Linked DNA regions of Gossypium hirsutum: region 2 is linked to region 1. The links are chromatin contacts, called in public Hi-C maps. All regions are on one chromosome and are shown on one strand. The core of a region is the stretch at or near the end of the contact, and the rest is flanking DNA. Distances in the headings are between cores, read along the strand shown.

Region 1 (5,313 bases), core at 1,913-4,412:
ATCATCTCAGTGGTTCAAATGATCAGTTCAAAGCATGGAAAGGAATGGTTGGGAGATAATCTGAACCGTTCAAATCTTAATTACTTCTATTGGGTATTGGCAGGGCTGAGTGCTATTAATCTATGTGTCTATATGTGGATTTCTAGTGCCTTTGAGTACAAAAAGGTTGAAGGATATGATGAAATAAGTGAAGGAAAAGAGTTGGAAATGGAAGGGTATTCGGATGTTAGAGTATAAATTACATGATATCCAGATATACAATATATGCAAATACTCACTAGTTTACATCTTAGATGTACCAACTAGGAATTGGAAGTAAGAATCTCAAATTAAAGTTTAAATGCAAAACTAATTAGGGCTTTTTTCTTTTCTTTTTTTTTAATACTTTTAGGTCCTTTAATTTTAAGTGAAATAGATGAAGAATTATGCATGTAATTTCTCATTTTTTATATACTAGTTGTATAAAGTAAACATAGATATGTTAAATTCATGAATATCAAACCTATCATCCTGTTGTTTGTGTTTAAAAGTATCTTGTTGTGTTTATTAATTGATTTAAGATGTATTAAACCTTAATTATTTCCTTGAACCTGTTTAAAAGTATCATCATGTTGGTATGTTTGAGATTGTCGATCATTAAGGATAATTCGTGGAAAATGTATTTTACAAAATTCAGTAAGCACTTCTATTTCACAAATGAACAAGGAGCAAGAATAACAAAATATCACTTAGCTAAAAGAGGGATGAATGTCGATTGGGAAAGAAGGAAGAATGATAGTTGATTTCTTTTTGTCTGTTTTGACAACTTGGCAATGCATGGTATTTATAAGTGCCATGTACTCCTAAATTTAGAATATCTCTATTTTGTCGTTGAAATTTTTATTTTTTATAATGACTATTGTTAATTGACGATCATAAGGCTTAGACATTGAAGGTGTTGGTTTTGTGCCCAATGGAATATTTGCTAACAAGTTTTTTAACCACTCAGTCTCATTACCAATCAATTTTAAAGTAATAAATTCTGACTCCATGATAAATTTTACTATAACAATTTATTTGGTTGATTTTCAAGTAATTGTACCACTTCGAGGGTGAATCCATAACCAATAATAAATTTTATCTCATTTAAATATAAAATCTAGTTAACATCACTATGCCATCTTAGCAGCCCACATCTTTCAAGTATAATTATACCAGCCAATGCTCATGATTTGGGTTGTGTATAATGCCCAATCCACATACAACATATGCTATTTTAGGTTGACTAAGATTCATTAAATGGATTAGAATTCTAATAATATGTACATACTTAGATAACTTTTATATTTCTACAATTTAATTTTAACATCATAAGGAGTACTCACTAGTTTAATATCAAAATATCCAAACTTTTTTAGAAATTTCTCAATATAATATTCTTGTGACAGCATTATGCTATCCCGTTTATTTATGATTTTAGCACCCAATTTGGCATTTGCTTCACCCATATCTTTCAAGTCAAATTTAGGAGCAAGGAAACTTTGTCTCAAGTACTAACTCATAACTAGTACAAAAATAAGCATATCATCAATATACAAGCAAATGACCACACAATATCCATCAACAAGTTTTGTTATACATTTATCTACTTCAACAAAATTATTTACTAATATTTGATCGAATTTCTCGTATCACTGTTTAGGTGTTTGTTTTAAACCATACAAGGATTTGAGAAATTTACACACTTTAGTTTATTAGCCTAAAATGAGACAACCTTTATATTATTCCATATAAATTTCTTTAAAATAAAAATAAAAAATAATTAAATAACTAAATTAAAGTCTAGTTAATTAAATATGTATTGCAATATTAAAATAAAATGTAATTAACTAGATAAAAGTGATCAAATAAAGAAAAGTCAAACATTATTTTAAATAAAATCAAATGTGCTTCACTAGAAACAAGTATATAATATAATTTTTTTAATTCTCAATTATACCTATAATTAATCTATAATTACTTAGCAATATCTTCTCTAGCTTGAGCCATTTCAATTGTTTGTGACATATCAAACGTAATATGTTCATCGTAACCTGAAAAACTTGCTTCTGTCTCATCGAATTCTTGCATGTTTTCTCTTTCACCCTCTTCAAACAATTCATCTTTTTTAGCTTCCAAGAATTTATGCACGGTACAACATGCTTTCGGCTTTCGGTATATAACATTGTTTTCTATGACAATTGGACATATCTCTCAATATGGTAAATCTTTTTTTTTCAAAACTCCAATACTTCGTTCAATCACATTTTCAATAGAAGATTGCCTTATATTAAATAATTCTTCCTTTCCTCTTGGTTAATGCCTACTTATAAAGTCACATTGCATGATATATCTGCCTACAATACTGAAGAAAGTAGTTAGTCAAATTGGTTGTCTAAACATGTGTTCAGACATGAAATAAAATAGTCAACGAAACAAAAATAAAAAATAGAAAAAGTAAGGAGATATTTGCATACAATCATTTGTTAACACAATTCGGAAGCAATCCTACTCTGTGAAACCTCGCTCAGTGAATGATTTTATTCCACAATTGATCCAACCATCTATTGGCTAAACCCAATCTACCATTACGCAAATAAGTAATTGCAACCCTAATAGCCAATCTAGCTTGTTACAACTACTCACCCAAAACTTCATTTACAAATGTTCAATCTTTCACAAAGAATTCCTACTAATCGAAATCAAAATAACACTTCCTTAATCGATGCATCTTTACATGCGTATTGATTACCTCTAAATAGGTATGGCAGCCTATTCAATCAACATAATCCAAGATAAAATCTTCTTCTATAATAAAATCATCAGAATAAATTACCTCCAATCTTATCCAAAAAAAAAAAAGGGTTAATCTCCTTAAAGTCAACCCATAAATTTGCCATAATAATGATAAAGGATAAGCCTAAGCTTTATCCATAAAGCCGAGTCGATCTCACGCTCTTCAAGAACTCCAACTTTGATTATGACTATAAGGCATAATAAAATTAGCCTTAAAAGTCTATTTCCTTATAAAAACATCACATGAAAAATGCCAAGTCAAATAAGCTAACAAATAAAACACTTGGACTGTCCCAACATCGTAACTAATCAGGTGACTGATTAGCCGCCGAGTTGTTAGTGCTGGACAGCCTTTGTCCTAACAAATAAAAATAAGTAAAGAAAAGAAAACTTAAGACCAATCTAGACTATCCACTCAATCCTTTCGCATCACATCTGGCATCGCAACAAAGATTTGTCTCCATTCTGCAGATATGAATTTTTCAACTGCTTTATTATAAGAATGTGAAGAAACATACTCCACTTTTTTCAAAAAGGTCCACGCATATTCCTATAGAATAAGGGTCGAAAACAATACTAATTATAGACGCTTTGTTTTTTTCAGCTTTTGTTTTACCAGTTTCTTCTTTTGCACTCAATATGGATACCCACTTATCCAAGAATGCTTTCATTTTATCCATCTTATCACCCTAGATCACGATCTTCGGAAATTGAATCGATACCGTGTTTTTTTCTTTTACCTTTTTCAAACCCTTCACTATCTGAACTATTGCCGCCGAAGTCAATATGGATAGAACCAAAAAAAGCATCTGTCTTCATTAGAAGATAGTGGATATATATTTAGTGGATAATTGTTGAAGCTTTCTAATTCTAGTCTCCACAACCTTGTTTCTTGAACTTTTTGCAGTCTATTTTTTTTAAGAAATCAGGGCTAAGAGCAAGTGCCACAGATGATGTTTAAGAACACTCAACTTTGCTATTGATGGCATGACATACTTCTCTAAATTTGTCTACTTTGCCTATCCCTATTCTTTCACAAGGCATTCATGCAAAGAAAAGAGTGAGTTTTACTAAGATAGTGACAGCTCTTGAACTTAATCAAAACCAAATTCTAGTGCTTGCATTCTTATGAATCTCTTTGGTAACCAAAAATCAAACAATCAAAGCAAATATTGTGGAAAAATAATCCCATGTTTATAGAATCAGATTTATATATATATATAATTAGATTAATTATTTACCAAGATAGTGGCGCCGCTTGAATGATGAACTTAATTATAATCGAATTGTATTTTTAAAGATGAAAATAAATAAATAAATAAGATTTAAAGGTTATAAAAATAAAAATAAAAATTAAAAAAATTTAAACCAAAATAAATTTAAAGCATAAAATGAAACTTCAAAATATTCTTTATTTTCAACATTTTTCATTTTTCCAAATCAGTTTTTCTAATTCTCTAATTTTTTTCACATATTTTTATTTTCCTTTTCCAAAAATCATTTTCAGAAATTTTCCAGGAAAATCGAAACTAAAATTATTTTCTGAAACCAGACCGACTCTAAGTTCTTGAGATTTAGAAAAGTTTTTTAAATTTCTTTTTAGTGAAAAATACTTAAAATTAAGAAGAAAAATAAAAAGACCAAACCTTTCACCAGACCCCTCAAGTTTACTCAATTATTATAGAGACTTATTTTGAAAAAGGGCTTAGTATTGAAGCTAGCAGCCCAAACATAAACCTTAAATATTTGTGTATATAATAGTCCAAATTTGCAATCCAAAATGTAAGCCTAAAAATAAAATTGATATGAAAGCAATAATAATTATTAGGGTAAACTAGATTGACAATTACTCAACTTTGACTAAAATAAGAAAACAGCCATTAAATTTTGAAAAGTTACAACTTAATCACTAAACTTTAGAAAAATGATAAATTAGTCACCCACTAACGTTTTCTATTACAGGCCTAATGGAACAGGTGACGTGACTAGTTAACTTGCCACGTTGGACATGAGGAGCTGAATGGTCTCAATTTTAGGGGGAAAAATAAATAAATAAAATTACAAAGAAAGATTTTTTAAAGGAAGTTGGAAACTTGAAATATGATATTGTAGTTGAAATAGAGATTTTGTTTAGGAGAGAATTTTGAATTTGAAATCCAATGAACCAATTGTCATTGGTAATACAATTATACATACAAGAAAAAGTGAATATGAACAAGCCTATTATTGACCAACAAATCTCAAGTAAAACCTTTTTTTCCCTTCCCATACTTACATAGGAAGCCCCAAAACAACTCATAGTAAAGTCAATAGCACATATCAGAGCAACAATACTTTAATTAAAAGAGTCAATCAAAACAAATGATAAGATAATTTAAAAAGGGAATCATATTAGCAAACCATATGATAAAAAAAAAGAGGCTTCTATCTTGGTTGGTCAAAACCAAAACCTCCCATAAAATGAACAAAAAAGAATAAGAAAACAATAGAGAAAAAAAA
Region 2 (5,313 bases), core at 874-3,373, 48 kb after region 1:
ACTTACAAGTAATTTCGAGTGTTGAAGCTAAGCTTCAGGGCCCTTTAAGATGGCCTAAAGCTAGCTACTTAGCTTAATATCAAATTTTTGGTAGTTGAAATTGTTGTCAACCTTATGAAGAAAATTGATATGAGAAAATGCTTTTTGGATGTGCTTATTTTTATTGCAGCTCCTGCTATCTAAGTTGGAACAAAGCTCGCTCAAACACATCTATAAAGAGGGGGATAAGCACACAAATATAATAGCCAAATTAGACAATATTTTATTGACTAATTAGAATGTTATGAATGTAAACTTAAAAGATCTTTTATATTATTGTTGAAGTCCTACTGACTGCATTATTTCAATCCTCAAAACTAACACTGATGAAATTATATTGTATCACATATTGGATTAAATTTAATTTATACCTCTTTCCTTATAAAATATAAATATCCAAATCTAAATAATCTAATATATAAATCAAATCAAAATTATATAAAAGTAAAATAGCTTAGCCACCCATAAAAATATTAAGATATTGCACTAATTTTGTTATTGTTAAATATTGAATTGGAGGATATGGTTTTAAAGAAATGGCATATGGATGGAGCATATGATTTTCCAACAAGGGAAAAGTTAGGCAGCTGAAATAAGCATATCCTTGAAAAGATTTGGTGGGTCCAACCCAACTCTTGCTCCAAACTCACCCACTCACTCTTTCCATCTTCATGGGATTCTTTTCCAACCTTTTTTTTTATTATTCTTAATAATCAATTTTAACATTTATACTATTATTTATTTAATTTTCAACCCCTTTTTTCTTTATTTTCACATTTGAATTATTATTATCTCATTTTACTTTTAAAAAATGAGAAAAAAATAAATTTAAATACCAAAATATATAAATTTGAAGCTTGAAAGAAGCAAAGCATTAATAACATGGTGTGTTTAAAAAAATAATAAAGACAAAACAAATTGTGGAGACTTTATTATTCATACAGCTATCTATGTTTGTTTTTTAAATGGAAAATAAAAAATAAAAAAAATGGAGATGAAGCAACAATTATTTTGGGGACAAATAGTAAAGCTTGAAGATCCATTTTCTTTTATTTATTTATTTTCCAAGAAGAAAATTATTGAAAATGGAAAAAGGGAAGAAGAAAAGAAAATGATGATTGAGAAAGGAGAAAAGATGAAGACATGAAATGTTGGAAACCTAATAATTTGAATTGAAGTTTCCTCTTTATTTTCCTACAAAATTTCAAGATAAAGGACCCACAAATGTTCCCTTCAAAATCAACACTCCATCAATTTCATGTCTTCCTTACCATTCTTAATTACTGTATAAAAAAAATGGTATGAATTTGATTTCAGTTTCAGGGACCCAATTGAAAAGGCCCTACAAATATTTTCTTCTTTTTTCTTTTTCAAAACATCACATCCCCCTAAACCCAAACATTTGATTCTTAATTAATTCAAATTAATTTGATGTATTAAACAAAATTAAATCAAATATAATCGAATTTAATATTATATTTCCTTTTCTTATTTTATCCATTTTTATCACATTATCGAAAAATTCTACAAGATGATGTCTATGTCTTTAATATGTAATAAAATAATAATAATAATCTTATACACACTTAATTATATATATATTCTTTATTTGGACAGATTTATTATATCATTTGAAATAAAAATTATACACTTTTCTTTTATTTCATTGTATTATAGAAAAAGATTAAAAAAAAAGAGAATTATAAATCGTAAAATGTTAAAATTTTTTTATTTCAAGCTAATGGAATCAACGCCGATTGAGTTTTAATTTGATTGGCATGAATATTGTTACCAATGTAGGAGAATGTGAGTGTGAGCATATTGATTGAGGAGCGATCAGATTATTCAAAAAAATTGGAAAAATTTATTTTTTTAAAGTAAAAAAAAAAGTCAAAATGTATGGTGATTGCCAATATCTTTCATATGTTTAAAAAAATATTTGAAATCTTATATATGTATATATATATATATGTTGACATTTGGTTAAGAAATAGTAAATAGAAATGAAAAAGAAAAGAAAATCCTTAATTAAGGAGATTACATCACATAATAAATAAAATAGAGAGAAAAAGAAAAGGTGGAAACAGTAGCCTTCCATGAAGCAAAAAGGCCAATAAGCTTTTAATCAAAGGGTCAAACAGAATATTATTATTAATATTTAGAAAAAGGAAAACACAGCATCATCTTTGCTTGTAGTCCAATTCAAAAATCAACGTAGAAGATCCGGGAGATTCTGGATGATATCTGCCGGATCTTGCCTTTCCAAACTGTCTCATTTTCTTCCATGTCTCTCCCCTTTTAATACTCCCTTCTTCTTCCCTATTTCTTCTTCATGGGAAATATGGCCACCCAGACTCAGTTTCATGTTCTTGCAGTTGATGATAGTCTCATTGATAGAAAACTTATTGAAAGGCTTCTCAAGACTTCCTCTTATCAAGGTATTCCTTTTTTGTCCTTCTTTTCTTAAATCAGGAAAATATGAATGATGGGAACATTGGTTGATGATGTTTGTGTGTTTACAGTGACTGCAGTGGATTCTGGAAGCAAGGCTTTGGAGTTTCTGGGATTGAATGGTGAGAATGAAGATGAAGAAAGGAATTCGAGTGTCGAATCAGTATCTGCTGCAGATGAGGATCATCAAGTGGGGGTGAATTTGATCATCACGGATTATTGTATGCCTGGAATGACGGGGTATGATCTCCTGAGGAAAATCAAACAATCTTCATCCTTTAAAGACATACCGGTTGTCATAATGTCATCTGAGAATATCCCATCAAGAATCAACAGATGCTTGGAAGATGGAGCAGAGGAGTTCTTTTTGAAACCTGTTAAGTTATCAGATGTAAACAAGCTTAGGCCTCATCTCATGAAAGGAATTACAACCAAAACTGAAATGCAATCCAACACTAATAAAAGGAAGGGTAGTGAAGAAATTCAATCCCCTGATAGAACAAGACCAAGATACAATGAATTGGAAGTTGTCTGATGATCTTCCGAACACTTTTTTTTATATTTTCTCAGGTTTATTGGTTTTCTCTCTGTCTGGTTTTCTTTTTCTTTTTTTTTTCGATCCAAAGTGGGGATCGGGATTCGGGTGTGGAGGCTGAGATCCCAACTCTGTTGACTGAATGAAACGATTGTGCTTAGTTCTGGGGGGGGGGGTTCTTCCTTTGCTTTATACAGAATCAGAGTATAGGATTTTGGTTTTCATTTCAAAGAAGAGAGAAACCTACTTTTTTTTTCATGTTACGTTTTAGAATTATATGGAATCTAAGACTCCCAAGTGTAAATTACCACAAGGAAAAATATAAACTCAATTTTGTTGGTTCATTAACAGATTTGCTCCTCCTTCGATTTCGGTGTCAGATTCATTACATTCTTTCATTACTTCATACCCTTTTTCGTCTGATCTGCAGAACAACTATTTTCTCAGGAAAATTTCCTTGGAAATTGAATATTCTGCTTGAAATTTAGAGCTTAACAGAGAGATCGATATTTGATCCAATGATACGTTGATGTCTATTCTCCAGGTTCAAATCTACAACAATTAACGAAAATCTATTTTAATTTCTTTCTTCTTTCGTTCAGTTTCTCAGAAACCAAACACTATCCCTATTCTCTGTAAAAGGGAAAAAAATTTAAAGAAGAAGACTCGTAGGGAACTTTCTCAACAAACAAGAAATGGTAAATTAGTATTGATCTATAATGATAAAGCAAGGCAAATTTGTTCAACTTCAAAACTGGATTACATCCCATACAGGTTACGGAAAGGTACAAGGAACTAGGATATTGGATATTTAATTCATTTTGCTGATTAGGTCGTTGATTTCATCTTCACGATTTCCGGCATCTCCCCCTTCTCTATACGGCTGTTTCTTTCCCCGGAGTAATCCATCTTCTGGCTTGCTAAGCATTAAGGGTCCCATAAAAAGAACAACCTCCTTGAAATGTGGACCAACATTTGCAATTTCATGTATGATATCTTCTACGCATATGATGCCATACTTTCCCAATGTCTGGAAAGAGAAAAGGTTACATTGACAACTATGATACACATTGGGACAGTTAAACCCGGAACTTAGACTGTAAGACAACTACAGTACCTGTTCAATGATGTTATTATCGGTCAGAGGAACTGCTTTCTTGTCAATCCTTGCATAACCCTTCTTGTAAACCAGCTCCTTCACATTCTTAAGGTTTGGGTATCTGCATAAACCGATGTTAGTAGTTAGATAAGTTGAAGAAACAAAAATAAAAGAACTAAGCATTCAAACTGAAAACTTAACCCTTATAGCTTGCATAAGATTCTATGGCCTGTATTCCTCAAACTCAGGTGCAATTGTCAGATGCTGGTATAATTTCATGAAAAGTCATTTCTATTTTTGTACATTCTAAAGGACAGGTGGTTGCTAAATTTATGAGATAGCAAATTCCTCGAAAAGGTATCCTATACAAAGAAAACCTCATGAACATCAGTTAGCTCTGCCAATGCTCCTAGTCCTAAGCTATCCAAGATGAAATCTTCAACTACATGAATTATTGGACAGTTCAACCTCTAAATAAGAGCTTCTGAATTATTACACATTACGAAGGCTCACATCAAAAGGTCACACTAATGGTTTAAATGCATACAGTATGTGCTTGGTAAAAAGTTCACAGAAAGCAGCGTCTGATACCATTACGCAAATGGCCAACAGCAATTCACACCCGATTCTAGCTATTATGATGCTAAGAACAATTTTCCATGGCAAGTTCCCTAGCTCTTTTCAAAAAAAATAAGTACATTGATTGCCAAGTGTGCACGTAAAACCTTTTTTCATGAGATTCAATATTCATCTAGGCAGACAGGGGCCTTGCCCCACCCCCTTCCCCCCTTCAAACATCGTAAAAACCTATTTTGGCAATACCCCCCCCCGGAACTAGGTAACCATAAAAACGATGATATATATGCATTAGAGGATGAAAAACGTCAACACACATGGAGTATCCCTTTAGTTTGTGTTTTCAGATCAGAAGATTCGGTGTTTTACATTCACAGGAAAAGAAAAGAAAACAGAGGCAGTTTTCATACCCATAAGTAACATACGGCTCCACCTTCTGCAGCATGTCTATTACACCCTCAGTTGCCTTCACAAAAACTCCACTGAAAACTTTCCTCAATCTCAGGTTGTATAGGATCTTTCTAGTTTTTGGATGCATGTCATTTTTGCTGCAAAACAAAGAAAAAGATAAGAGCTGGAAAAAGTTACAGGGAAATCTATTGAATAAGATCAC

What was found. A called contact is a pair of places that touch in the nucleus more often than the background predicts.
Region 2: a Hi-C map of leaf shows a contact between it and region 1, with 3 times the contacts expected there. The contact joins the promoter of LOC107939260 here to the enhancer-like site in region 1. A contact is called at or near these places in 18 of 34 Hi-C or Micro-C datasets (callus, cotyledon, fibers and 4 more).

What each region holds. Positions count from the first base shown.
Region 1 is chrA05:109,136,364-109,141,676 of Gossypium_hirsutum_v2.1, forward strand. It overlaps LOC107939245 (protein NRT1/ PTR FAMILY 5.4), which reads left to right. Exons shown (of 5, transcript XM_016872544.2): 5 at 1-433. The coding sequence ends at 237. It also overlaps the pseudogene LOC121229704. Among protein-coding and RNA genes, the nearest start is that of LOC107939245, 6.2 kb to the left of the region's middle. Within about 2 kb of position 3,163, at least 2 of the 9 cell types and tissues checked have an H3K27ac peak or open chromatin away from gene starts, as enhancers often do. A contact at or near this core is called in hypocotyl, where this site is marked.
Region 2 is chrA05:109,185,191-109,190,503 of Gossypium_hirsutum_v2.1, forward strand. LOC107939260 (two-component response regulator ARR8) reads left to right here and starts at 2,124. Exons shown (of 2, transcript XM_016872560.2): 1 at 2,124-2,477; 2 at 2,562-3,369. The coding sequence starts at 2,372. The coding sequence ends at 3,025. LOC107939261 (60S ribosomal protein L7-1) reads right to left here. Exons shown (of 6, transcript XM_016872561.2): 4 at 5,111-5,248; 5 at 4,143-4,245; 6 at 3,703-4,055. The coding sequence ends at 3,837.